Linked DNA regions of Ovis aries: region 1 is linked to region 2. A link is a contact called in public Hi-C data. All regions are on one chromosome and are shown on one strand. The core of a region is the stretch at or near the end of the contact, and the rest is flanking DNA. Distances in the headings are between cores, read along the strand shown. Region 1 holds the start of LOC114108620 (zinc finger protein 239-like). Region 2 holds the start of PGBD1 (piggyBac transposable element derived 1).

What was found. Hi-C and Micro-C count contacts between places; a contact is called where the count stands out from the background.
Region 1: a contact with region 2 is called in a Hi-C map of skin fibroblasts, with 2.3 times the contacts expected there. The contact joins the promoter of LOC114108620 here to the promoter of PGBD1 in region 2. A contact is called at or near these places in 2 of 16 Hi-C or Micro-C datasets (skin fibroblasts and tail adipose tissue).

Annotation. Positions count from the first base shown.
Region 1 is chr20:29,624,077-29,631,127 of ARS-UI_Ramb_v3.0, forward strand. LOC114108620 (zinc finger protein 239-like) reads right to left here and starts at 1,271. Exons shown (of 3, transcript XM_042237171.2): 1 at 1,070-1,271.
Region 2 is chr20:29,474,910-29,481,391 of ARS-UI_Ramb_v3.0, forward strand. It overlaps PGBD1 (piggyBac transposable element derived 1), which reads right to left and starts at 4,202. Exons shown (of 7, transcript XM_060403365.1): 1 at 4,104-4,202. NKAPL (NFKB activating protein like) reads right to left here. Exons shown (of 2, transcript XM_060403366.1): 1 at 4,104-6,482.

The DNA.
Region 1 (7,051 bases), core at 21-2,520, 150 kb after region 2:
TGTGACTTGGTCACCCAGCCGTTGGCTCCAGGCATGACACTTCTAGGGTTCCGGACACAGAACAGAGGACCACGCAAGGAGGCCCTCTAGTGCCTTCTCCGTACCTAGCATCTTTTACTCACTGGGCAGCTTTGGTAAACACCTCCACTTTACCAGCCGCAGGAGAAAGACTGTTTCAGGAATAACTCAAGATAAAGGATATGGAGTCCACTTACACATGTTGTCTTCTACTAGTTTAAATCTTCGAGCGAATAAGACAATATAGTAAGTTAACCATCCAGATTACAACCCCCTTTCCCGTTTACCGCACTGGCACATCACGGTGCCCCAGCCTCGGAAAGTATTGACTGTCTGTGTATCCTTTAAGCCACAAGGCTGACCATAAAAGGCTTCCGGGAGTAGGCGGCCGAGTTGGACAAACGGATGGCCCTTATAGAACTCCTCGGATTAATATCAGTGACCCAGGAGTCCGAGTCTCAGAAACTTTCTGGAGCGCTGGCCGGCAGGGGGGCGGGCTCCTGTGGAGTCTCCGCCGGCACTTCCAGCGCCGGCAGAGCAAGGCAGTGACTCCCCCGACCCGCGCCCGACCGACCTGGGGGTCCCACCGCGACGACTGGCTGTCTTCCCGCCAGTCTTATCCCGGCCCAAGGGAGGCGGCCGCACTTACCGATCCAGCCTCAGACCTGCCGCCAGCGGAAGTGCGTCCGTGAACCCTGCCCGGCCGTGCGCCCCCGCTTCCGGCGGCTTCGGAGGAAAGGTCCGAGCCGTGTAGTGTGGCCGACACCCCCGCGAAGTCTGCACATGGGGACACGTATGTCTGTGGCGTTTTGATTCATAACTCTCCTCCTCTTAAAAAGAGGATCTGAATGCCAGCTCCGAGGCTTTGAGTTCCTAGGCCCTCTCCTGTTCGGGGCGGCAGGCAGGGACATTCCCAGGAGTGCTTCCCCTCCGACCACCACTTCTCTGTTCCTATTCACTGACCCGAGTACTCGCGTCCTCCCTGCCAGCCTACCTCTCTGGACAGCATCCGCCACTCCGTCCCGACCTCCATCAACTTGAATATATTTACCAGGCAGACACATCGCTCAACCAGAATGTGTCCGCAGCATTGCCATCAGCACAATCACTCAGTCTTGACCCGCAGGGAGAGGAAAGGAAAGAAAAAGGATTAAGGATCGTTGATGAGTACGGTGTTGTTCGTTCAATTTACAATCCGGAAACAAGCAAAGAGCAAAGTGATTTGCCCAAGTTTGCACAGCCAGGGACAGGATGCGCACCACGCATGCGTGACCCAGACCTGTCCTGGGCTCCCTACGACGTGGCCACAGTGAGGGCTGCAAAGCCAGAGACCACCGCTGCTCAAGTTAAAATGACAGTTTTCAGGCTTAATGTGTGACACTTAAAAATGAAACTGTTACAGGGTTCTTTCAGCTGTATGCAATGTAATGTTGGTTAGGAGCTGTTCAGTACTATAATAGGCGCCAGGAGTACAGCGAAAGTACAGGAAGGAGATTGTTCTTGGTCTAAGAAGCTTAGAGTCCAGCTGGGGACACGGACTAGCGAGTGCTTAGAAACTTCTGATATGGAGTTGGGCAAGTTGTACTGGAATCCTGAGTTGTCCGGATTATTGGCTAAACTTTAACAAACCCATTTCCTCTACAAATGAGAGATACTAGTAGTTCGCAGGAGTACTGTTGTCAGGTTGGTTTATTTTTTTTCGTGGACGGACTAAATAGTTCAAAGCAACAGGCAAGTTACAGCTCAGTTCAGCTCAAGCAGATAGATGTTTTATTAGACACAGACTCTCAAAACATAGGAGCAGGTCGCCTCCACATACTCCTTATGTATTAGCTGTTCAGTCATGTCCGACTCTTTACGACCCCATGGACTGTACCTGCCAGGCTCCTCTGTCTATGGAATTCTCCAGGCAAGAATAATGGAGTGAGTTGCCCCTCCCTTCTCCAGGAGATCTCCCAGACTCAAGGATCTAATTCAGGAATCTGCACTGCAGGTAGATTCTTTACCATCTGTGCCATCAGGGAAGTGCATATTCCTTGGCTTCCTGTCTCTCTCTCTCTCTTTTTTTTTTTTTTTTTTGCCCTGTGCAAAATAGGGCTTATACCTGCCACCAATCAATGAAAAGGAATGCAAATAGGCATATGCTCAAGGTCAATTGACATTTGCAAGTTATATAACAGCACATCTGTTTTATCTGTTCCCATAATTCAGTCTGTTATAATCAGATGTATATATGTGTAGAATATTTATGAACCATCAATGGGCTGTATATTGTCACCCTGCTTATTTAACTTCTATAGAGAGTACATCATGAGAAACTCTGGGCTAGAAGCACAAGCTGGAATCAAGATTGCCGGGAGAAATATCAATAACCTCAGATATGCAGACGACACCACCCTTATGGCAGAAAGTGAAGAGGAACTAAAAAGCCTCTTGATGAAGGTGAAAGAAGAGAATGAAAAAGGAAAGTTATGACCAGCCTAGATAGCACATTCAAAAGCAGAGACATTACTTTGCCAACAAAGGTCCGTCTAGTCAAGGCTATGGTTTTTCCAGTAGTCATGTATGGATGTGAGAGTTGGACTGTGAAGAAAGCTGAATGCCAAAGAATTGATGCTTTTGAACTGTGGTGTTGGAGAAGACTTTTGAGAGTCCCTTGGACTGCAAGAAGATCCAACCAGTCCATTCTAAAGGAGATCAGTCCTGGGAGTTCATTGGAAGGTCTGATGTTTGAGCTGAAACTCCAATATTTTGGCCACCTGATGCGAAGAGTTAACTCATTGGAAAAGACCTTGATGCTGGGAAGGATTGAGGGTGAGAGGAGAAGGGGATGACAGAGGATGAGATGGCTGGATGGCATTACCGACTGGATGGGTGTGAGTTTGGGTAAACTCGGGGAGCTGGTGATGGACAGGGAGGCCTGGTGTGCTGGGATTCATGGGGTTGCAGTCGGACACGACTGAGCAACTGAATTGAACTGAACTGAATGGGGGCCTATCTGAGTAAGTTACTCAGGGGAAGTCCCTGTGGTTAGTTTGTATCCACTGTATACCTAGGGCACATGTGCTAGAGTTGAAAAAATCTCTGTGGTTATTTTGTAGCATATTTGGAGCTCTCCTGGGTGTGTCTGGGAAGAGGTTTAGAGGTCTCTACATTGATACTAGCTTGCATCCTTTTCAGCAAGGGCAACCCTCCTTGCTCATGCCTACCTTACTACCTAACTCTGTGATGAATTAGGAAATATTACACTGACTGCAATGTTACAATGCAACACATAGTAACTTACTGTTTTCATAAGAATTACAATAAAAACCATTTGGTAATTCAATTTCTTACCTTTAGGCAAGAATCCTTATTATTTGATTCTAGGCAGTGAGTGAGTGAACTTGAAACTACCAGAAAAAAGTGAGACTCATTTTTGTTATTCCTGCACCTTTGTCTTAAACAGAGTGGCAATTCATTTGTTGCACAATAAAGTTTAATTGTTGCGAGTGCCACAGAGAATGAGCGCTTCAAAACTTCTTTGGCAGACACCCCAAAAGGTTTCTTTAAGAAAATTAGGAACCCAGGGAGAGAACAGAATCTTCTGGAAAAATCCAACAGCTGATGGGCTGTAACTTGTACAGAATGCTTCCACTCTGCAGGCTTTTTCAGTTGGTATATGGAATAGGAAACAGGTGTTGGGGGAAATGTTTTCTTTCTACATTTCTAGGTTCTTTGGTTGGTCTTGTAATTGACATATACCATTCTCAGGAGAAAAACAAATCAAAATTTGTATGTATAGGAGCCCTGAAAATACGAAGGGCTTATATGCCATCCTGACTTAATGAATGGAATAGGGGTCTGGGCTTCAAAGGGCAGGAGGGTAATTCACAGGATAAGAAGAGCAGATGTTTGGTAACTAGGTGTTTGCCGTGCCATATATAGATGTCTTTCAGATTAAAAAAAGTTATCTCTGATAATAACTCTCTCTCTCTCTCTTTTTTTTTTTAGCACATGCTCCCTATCTAAATTCTTTCACGTAGTTAAGGGAGAGGTGAAAGTATTTCCTGAGTCTTCTGGGGTGATAGATTTCAACTCAAAATAATTCACATTCCAAAGTGGCACATTTCAGAGTAGTCTGTTTTTCTCTCCTTCATACTCACTTTGAGTCTTGCTGAACTCCCACAAATTATGGGTCCACTGGAATTCTGTGCTCATGGGGGATGACAAATGCTACACGTGAATGGGGGCAAATCCTCTGCTAGGGCACATGCTCTGTTGTCCTATTTTACTTCACTTACAAAACACAAGTTAAAAGATAAAGTTCAGAATTTTAAGACTGTGACAACAGGGCATTAAACCAAGCTCATGACTTTCTGAAAGCAGGACATTTCTGAGCTGTAAGGCACTGTGTGACTGTATAAGTCAGCTTTGAAGCTAGTACCACACATCTAGCAGACAGTGAGGAACCTTACAAGGGAGGCAACTGTGGAGCAGGCTTCAAAGAAATGGGTGATAAATGCGGAAAAAATTTCACCTGGAATTCACAGGTTCTGGTTACAGCCTGGAAACAAGATATGGTAGGATTGTGATAGACTTAATGAATGAACTAGAGTTAATACCTTTGAAAGACATCTTAGAGAACAATTCCCAGGGCACAGAATAAAGAAAGAGTGAGCACAGTCTTATTCCATCCTCAAGAGGAAGTAAAAACACAGTGACTATCATATCTAGTCAGGGTGAGTAGAAACTTGAGTTCTGCAACCTGCTTCCATGGTAGTATGGATGCTTCTCTCTCTGGCTAGGACATTCATTCCCCAATGTTCCCCTGTTTAATCACATTTGCGGTCCTGTTTCATCAAGTTCTTTCTCCAAATCCTCCAACATGATCACTGGCTCCTTGTCATCCTTTGGCTGATGCTCTGACATCCAGGCCTGGCGCTCCTGGGGCAGGCTGATTAAGAACTGCTCCAGCACTAGCAGCTCCAGGGTCTGTTCCCAGGTGTGGCATCATTCACTGATGGCAAAGTTCCCAGAGCTGGTTCAGAGCCTCACAGCATCACGGTGCCTCCAGGTGACAAAAATGCCTAAAGTTCTGACTAGCAGCTACCTCCTGGTTGTTACATTTCCTCCTATGTTGCCTATATTCATGGCTCACTGTTGGAGACTTTTCTATTCCCTTTCATTTTTAATAGAGAAGACTGCAGCCAATGTGGCTTCTCTTGTTGCACAGGCTCTAGGGCACACAGGCTTCAGTAGCTGTAGCATGTAGGATTGGTAGTTGTGGGGCACAGGCTTAGTTGTTCTGTGCCATGAGGGAACTTCCCAGACTAGGGATTGAACTGGTGACTCTTGCATTGTAAGGTGTATTCTTAACCACAGGACCACCAGGGAAGCCCTGGTGCCATTTCTAAGGTGAAATACATCATTATTTATTTAGAGAAATGCCTATTGAAATCTTTAGCTGAGGTGAAAGACTAGTCATCTTGAAAACCACCAAATGAATCACTAAAATGTTAATTCAGTGAACCATTAAAATGTAAATTCAAAAGGAAAACTGACAATTCTGGTGAATTGTCACATGTGACAAAAAGCATAAACTAGGTAAGACAGACACTACAACTTGTAATATGGAAACAATGTGAGATTAAAAATACCAAACCAAGCATGTTGATGTTTTCCACTACAAATAAATCTGCAGATAAGATTTCTGCTCATGATCAGTAAGTGATCAAATTATGTCCAGATGTTTGCTAGCAACATAAACAGACAGGTCTGTATGCTTGTGTGTGAATACACACTCCCCACTGACAAGGTGCCTCTGCCAACATCTCTGGAAGACAGACAGAGCTTCCTATAGCCGCTGCTGGAGGGAAAGGAGGACAGAAGCAAAGGAGGAGGGTCTTCTTTCCTCTCTCTCCTGGGGGTCTCTGCACGCGTGTGTGCGTGCATGTGTGTGTGTGTATGTGTGTGTGATTTTAGGGTGGTGGGTGGGAAAGTGGCTGTGTATTTGAAGTTTCAGCCCCTACTTACAGCTGCTGGCCTCATCTCATAGCATCTTATAGCAGCCCTGAGGGAAGTTAAACCTTGGGAAACAGGCTCTTACCCCTTTCCAGGCCTAGGCCTGGCAAGCCTGCCAGAAGCCTGCTAACCCTGGGCACAGTGGCTACAGCTGCCTGGCCTCTGTAGGAAGATGCTCTTGGTGGTTGTTTCCTGGGGCCTCCAGGGCAAAGTCAACCCAGCCTACCAGGTCCCCACTGCCACCATGATTTTGGAATGTATCACCAATTAGTCTTCTAAAAGGATAATATAGAAAGCCCTTCCCCCCAGCTTTGAAGTTGTATTGCTGTGTGGCAAGACTTGTGGGATCATAGTTCCCTGACCAGTGACTGAATGCAGTTGCCCCAAGTGAAAGCACCCAGTCCTAACCACTAGACAGCCAGGTAATCCCTCAGTACTGTATTTTCTGATTTTATATCCATAGTCATATTGTCACTGACATAGTCAAGGTTAAGAACTAGGGCTCTGGAATAATATATATGTTTATATCCTGCTTCCACTGTTTACTATGTATTCCTGTGTCCGCTATTTTACAGCTCAGTTTTCTCAACTATAAAATGGGAAATAAAATGGAAAATATAGCCACTTGTACAGTCATGTGATAGGATACATCCTCCTAGTGCCTGTAAAAAGAAATTATGAGTTCAACATTACCTTAAAACAAAATACTGGGTTATCTAGATCCTATAGTTCAAGGTCATTGAAACACAATTGCTATTCTTATAAAGCCTCTTCATGGAAAATTTTGTTCATTAGATTATCATATTTCTAACGTAAAGGTTCTGTTTCTAGTTAGTTTTCATATAAAAACATGAAATTTAATATTTAGACCTTAAATGTTTTTATTTCTCACATTAGCGAAAAGGTACCTCATCAAACAGGTAAAATAAGTAAAGCAGGATTTACCTTTATATCCTGAAATCATTGGTAGAGCTCCAACTTGTTGCAGATTCCTCTCCACTCTTTTCTCAGATACCAACCCTTTCTATAC
Region 2 (6,482 bases), core at 2,952-5,451:
TTTCAGGAATACACTAACACGATTGAGGACTTGAACAATGGAGCACTGATCCCTGCTCAGTCAAAAATCCAAAAATCTGTGTGCTACTTACTATCTCTGCTGCAAAAACAAAGGAACTGATAGATGAGCAAGGGTAGGAAGCTAAAACAGCTTCAACAGGATCAGGACTCAAACTCTAGTTCTTTTGACTCCACATGATCTCTAATCAAACACAAACTTTCCCCCACTTAAAGATCTGTAAAATGAAAATACATGTACTATACGTACTGAAAAAACCCATGTATAAGTGGACCTATGTAGTTCAAACCCTTTTGTTTAAGGATCTACTGGAGTTACCACAGAGACTGTACCACCTGCAAAGCTCAGCTATTCTGGCCCTTCACAGAAGAAGTGTGTAGATCTGAGAGTCTCCTCAGGTGGAATACAGTTTTGTGGTCATGTAAGAGAATAGCCGTATTCTCAGAAGACAGTACTAAAACTTATTTTCAAATGTTGCAAGGAGAGGGGAGTCTGTGGAGAGGTATGTGGAGAGAGGGAGAGAGAAAAAACACAAATGTAGCAGGAAGTTGACAAGAGCTGCTAGATGAGGGGTATATAGTATTGACCATACTATTCTTACAACTTTTCAGTAGATTTGAAAATTCTTCAAAAGTTGAGAGGGAGAAAAAAGACACAAAATGAATAAAACTGTTTGTATGTTCATTCATTAAAGCCAATATCAGAATTAACTAAAAGAACATAAGGATATTCACAACTTACCTCATTCATTGTCTAGGTGCCACACTCTTTAGTTGCTGGAGGTACAGAGATGAAAGAACCTCTGGCCTCTATAGCTCTCTGCCCCACAAGAAATCAAGTAAATAAGCAATTACAGTTGAATGTATTAAGTGCCACGGTGAAGGTAGACACAGGATGCTAGCAGAGCTCAGTGGTAAGACACTTAATCCCTGTTAGCAGGTCAGAAAAGACCTCTTGAAGGTAGCCCTTCTGACTCATAAAAGACATGTGAAAGTCAGAAAAGAAAATACAGAAAGGGTATTCCAGACAGAGAAAAACCTGAGCACAGAGCTGTTGGAAAACCTCACATGTTCTGGGTAGTTGTTAGTTATGGCTGGGAAAAGGGTAAATGGGGCTGGGACCTGGGAGACACCTATGTGTAAGGAAGAGAAGTAAGAAGGAATAACCAGAAAGGTAGAAAAACAAAGACAGTAGAATCCAAGAGACAAGGGGATCTGTTTCTACAGGTGTGGAGTGGTGGAACGAGCCTGAGCCTCAGACTGGCCTGGGTTCGATTCCCACTCTGTCACTACACTGTTCACTCATTTGTAAAATGAACATAATACCTAATTCAGAGACATGTTTTGAGGTAAATGAGGGCATCTCAATTAGACAGTAGTCCTCACTCACTGCAACTAGAGAAAGCCTTGCACACAGCAATGAAGACCCATCCACAGCCAAAAATTAAAACCAAAACAAACAGAAAACCCCCAAAACTTTTCATGTCTCCTTGTCCATAACTATATCGTGCTCAGTAGCATCTGACTTTTTGCAACCCTATGGACTGGTAGATCACCAGGCTTCTCTGTCCATAGGATTTTCCAGGCAAGAATACTGGAGCGGGCTGCCATGTCCTCCCTCCAGAGGATCTTCCTGACCCAGGAATCAAACCCGTGTCTCTTGCATCTCCTGCACTGCAGGTGAATTCTTTACTGCCGAATCATCAGGGGAGCCCATAACTATATTAGTATTTCTAAAAAACACAAACAAAAACAAAAAAAAGTCAGTGACTTCCCTGACAGTCCAGCAGCCAAGACTCTTTGCAATAAATGCAGGGGTCCTGAGTTCAATCCCTGGTCAGACAACTAGATCCCACATGCCACATCTAGAAGATCCAGCATGTCACAACTAAGACCCAGCAGAGCCAAATGAATTTATTTAAATAAATATTATTTTAAAAAAAAAACAAACAGAGGTCACTGCAACCGCTGTAAAGGCAATTCTGGTCATTGGATAGGGAGAACAGTCACCCAGTCACAGGAAAATGAGAAAAATGACACAAGTAAGCAAAAATTAGTCTTTCAAAAAACAGGACATTGAAAGGAAAAAGAAATATAGGACCTAAGCTAGGAGAGGGTAGCATAGAGGACAGGTATGTTATGTACCATCTTTATGCCAATGATTTCCTTATTTTTCTGCCCAGACCTCTGAAAGATTTTTCTTCTGGCTATCTGGTTCCTGGGCACCTTACAAAAGCCTATCAAATGCAACATGTCAAAATGAACTAAGAGAGTCTTCCTGGTGGCTCAGTGGTTAAGAATCCACCTGCCAATGCACGAGACATGGATTCAATCCCTGGTCTGGGAAGATCCCACACGCCTCAGAGCAACTAAGCCTGTGTCCCACAACTGTCCCAAGCCTATGCTCTGGGGCCCAGGAATGGCAACTACTGAGCCCAAAAGCTGCACTACTGAAGCCCATATGCCTTTGAGCCTGTGCTCCATAACAAGAGAAACCACCTCAATGAGAAGCCCATACACTGCAATGAAGGGAACCCCCCATGCCCAGCAGTGAAGACCCAGCACAACCTTAAAAAAAACCACACAACAAAACTCAGAGAATTATACCATCAATCTTTTGAACAGGCTCTTGGTATGTGGGGACTCTTGATTCTGATGACTCTTGAGTGACTCTAGAGATAAGTGAAATAGTATCTGCCAATTGTTGGCACACACTTCTGAATCAGTATAGTATAAGGCTCACTCACTTAGTGGCTGTGCCCAGTTAGGTTCCAAATTTAGTTCGCTGTTACATAGTATCACTCCCAGCTGATACTTATTTGTCAAAACAGGATTTACAATCTAAAACGCCAATCCTGCTGCAGCTGACCCTTAAACAACAGGAGAGTGAACTACATGGGTCCACTTATACATGGATTTCTTTTTTTTCAAATAGGCCAAATCTGCTATGTGGCCCTGTGAGTAGAGAGAGCTGACTGTAAAGTTATACTTGGATTTCCGACTTCACCATGGGCCGCTAACCAGTATTGTTCAAGAGTCAGCTATATTCTTAAAAAAAGTGAAAAGATGTCCATGAAAGTAATGATTGTTAGCCAGAAAATAGTTAGGTATTATGATGGTGAATTTTCTTTGACAACTTGACTGCACCACCGGGTACCCAGATATTTGGCCAAACATTACAGTGGGTGTTTCTGTGAGGGTGTTTTCGGATGAGATTAACATTTAAATAAGTGGACTGAGTAGAGCAGATGGCTTTTATTAATGTGAGTGGACTTCATCCAATCGGGTGAAAGCCAGAATAGAACAAAAAGGCTGACTTTCCCCAGTAAGAGAAGTCACCTGCCTGACAGCCTAAAAGCTGAGAAACCAGCGTTTTTCCTGTCTCCAGTCACCCGATTCCACTCTTGCCTTCCAGTCTGGTCTCATCTTGAGTTCCCGGCTGTAGACGCTTAAAAACCTGTCAGATGTTTTTCCTTTGCTCAAAACCTTCCTAATACTCTTTCCACATCAAGAAATCAACAAGTTCCTTACACAACACCCACTTTTTCTACAGGCCTCCTCCCACCCCCATCTCTCTGACAGCATTTTCTACACACCTTCCCCTTGTTCACTGTGCTCCAACCACTCTGGGCTCCCAGCTACTCGTCGAGTATGATAAGCGAGCTCCTGCTTTAGCGCCTTTGCATTTGCTGTTGCCCCTTACTAGAAAATTCGTGTCTGCAAAGGCCACGTAGGTTTTTTAAACCTCCCTCAGGCTTTTGCTCAAAGTCACCTTCTAAGGCTTAACTTATACATATTTAAAATTGAGCTCAATGGATAAATATATATATATATATATATATATATATATATATATACACACACACACACACACACACACACACGCAGAAGATTGTGCCTCTATAAACAAGAACCACAGCATCATTCCTCTCCTAGGCCCCAAGATTGACATCTCCTGTCCTCGCCCGCTCAGAGTCCACACGTCTCCTCCATTGGGTAAGGCTTCTCCGCACCCGCAAGGAATCAGCTGCTCCCCGGCCCACGGGCCGCAGTTACTCCCCAAACTGGAGCGCAATCACCACTCACCCCTCCAAGGACCCACGGGAAAAGCCAAAAGCTTTCAAGCAGCTTGTTAGCTCTTTACTGAGCGGCCGCTCTCGCTCCGCGGCGCTTTTGACCGTCGCTCTAGGAATGCTGGAGGACTGCGGCTCGATGGCTCTCCTACGAGGCGGCCAAATTCAGGCTAGTAGTTGGTTGAGCGGTCTCGGAGTCCAGAGGCTGGGAGGGGTGCCCCAAAGCTGGGAGGGGCGTCCAGGTGTGTTTTTAGGTTTCTTAAGTTTATAACCCGAAATTTATTTCATATATGTAGATGACACGCAAATTCGTGAAAGCTGGCGTGTTTTGGGGCTTTCCAGGTTCCCTCAGTTCAGTTCAGTCGCTTAGTCCTGTCCAACTCTTTGCGACCCCATGGACTACCAACCTTAGCGGTAATCACCCTGCTAATGCAGGAGACTTTAGAGACACAAGTTTGATCCTTAGGTTGGGAAGATCCTCTGGAGTAGGAAATGGCAACCCACTCCAGTATTCTTGCCTGGGAAATCCCATGGAGAGAGGAACCTGGTGGGCCTTAGTCCATGGGGTTGCCAAGAGTTGGACGTGACTGAGCACACATACACAGGCACGGAAACAGGTCAGCTCACTTTAGTGTTATCACAGCCGGTATTCCACTTTGCTCACTCACATAATTAAGACATGGACACATATTTTACCATTCTCCCCAATTAAAAAAGTTATCAAATACAGTGGCAAAAATAAATGTAAAAGTGTTTTTAAGTTGAACATGTATATATGTACATATGCAAATATACAATGAATGTATATGTATGTATGAATGAATGTAACAAAAAATTAAGGCATGTTACCAAATGCAAGGTTGTGTGCTGGATGCAGTAGGCCAAAGAAACCAAATGTGGGCGTTTTAAAGCAGAGAGGTTTATTGCAGGACCAACCAAGGCAAACTCTTCTTGGTGTGTCCTCAAAACTACCCCAACTCCTCAAAGGGTTTCACCAAAGCATTTTCTAAAAGTCAGGTGAGGGAGGCGGGGTTGTCAGGAACGTGATCAGCTCTTGCACAGTTCTCTGACTGGTTGGTGTTGAGGTAACAGCGGTTAACATTACTACTACTTAGTGAAGTATTAGTTGTTCAGTTGTGTCTGAGTCTTTGCAACCCTATGGACTGTAGGCTGCCAGGCTCCTCTGTCCATGAAATTTTCCAGGCAAGAATAACTGGAGTGGGTAGCCATACCCTTCTCCAGGGAATCTACCCGATCCAGGGATCCAAACCTGGCCTCCTGCATTGCAGGCAGATTCTTTACCCAGGCAAATAAGGCAGTCTGAGTCACCTTATTGGTACTTTGGGCCTGGAGGTCTAGAGGCATGATCATCAAGTATTTCATTTCTTCCATTTGGTGGTAATGTTAGCATCTGTAAAACAACTCAGGAGAGTGCATCAGATATTATTATCTATGTACATCAGAGAGGAGCTACAGCAGAGGATAGAAGGGAGGTGTTTGTACCAGGAAGATCCCATAGGGTCCTCCTCAATTACAGTCTATTACTAAGGGAGAGAATAATCAAGCATTATTTTCTGCAAAGTATGCGAAGGGTAGGGGTGGGGGTAGGGTGGTGTCACGACTGAAATAAATTCTGCCAAAGAAAACAGAAGTATTCCCTCTCTTGCCCACATCATCACAAACTGTATTTTTATTATCTGTGAACAAAATAAACCCTTAAAAAAAATCCGAACAAACTGGTTTAATCAGTTGGTAGTTTTGAAACAAGTATCTTACTAACCATTGTTTTATCACACAATTCATATTGTTTCAAGCCTGAAATGATCATAACAGAAAAAAAATTCCATTATCAGGAGAGTTCTTTTTCCCCTTGTGTGTCAAAAACTTAAAAATATCTTTTAAAAGTTTAACTTAAAAAAAAGTTAAAGTAAAATGTATATATTTAAAAACTTTTCCTTAGGCTAACAAATCCAATCAATGCGAATATTTTACTAATTAAAAGTTAATAATTCTGTCGTGCAGGGAAAATACATATCTCATTTTTTTCAAGAGCTTTTCCTCAAAAAAAAATTATACAAGAGGTAAACATAAATTTCGATTTTAAAAGGAAGCAAATATATCCTAATTCATTTATTACCACTTTCAAACTCCCTACCATGGTTGGCTTAAATATCACTCATATTATCAAGGCTGAGATTACGGTCATTGCATTGGATATCCCATGAAAATAAAAACACAATGAAGCTAGACAAAGAAGAGCTTTTTAACAAGAATTCAAGGTGTTCATTTTTAAGTAGGCTGTATTTTTTGGAAGCGGTACAGGTAGATAAAGTGAGAATAAATCAAAATACCATTTTTACCAAGACAGAGCTACATTTCACTAATAACACAA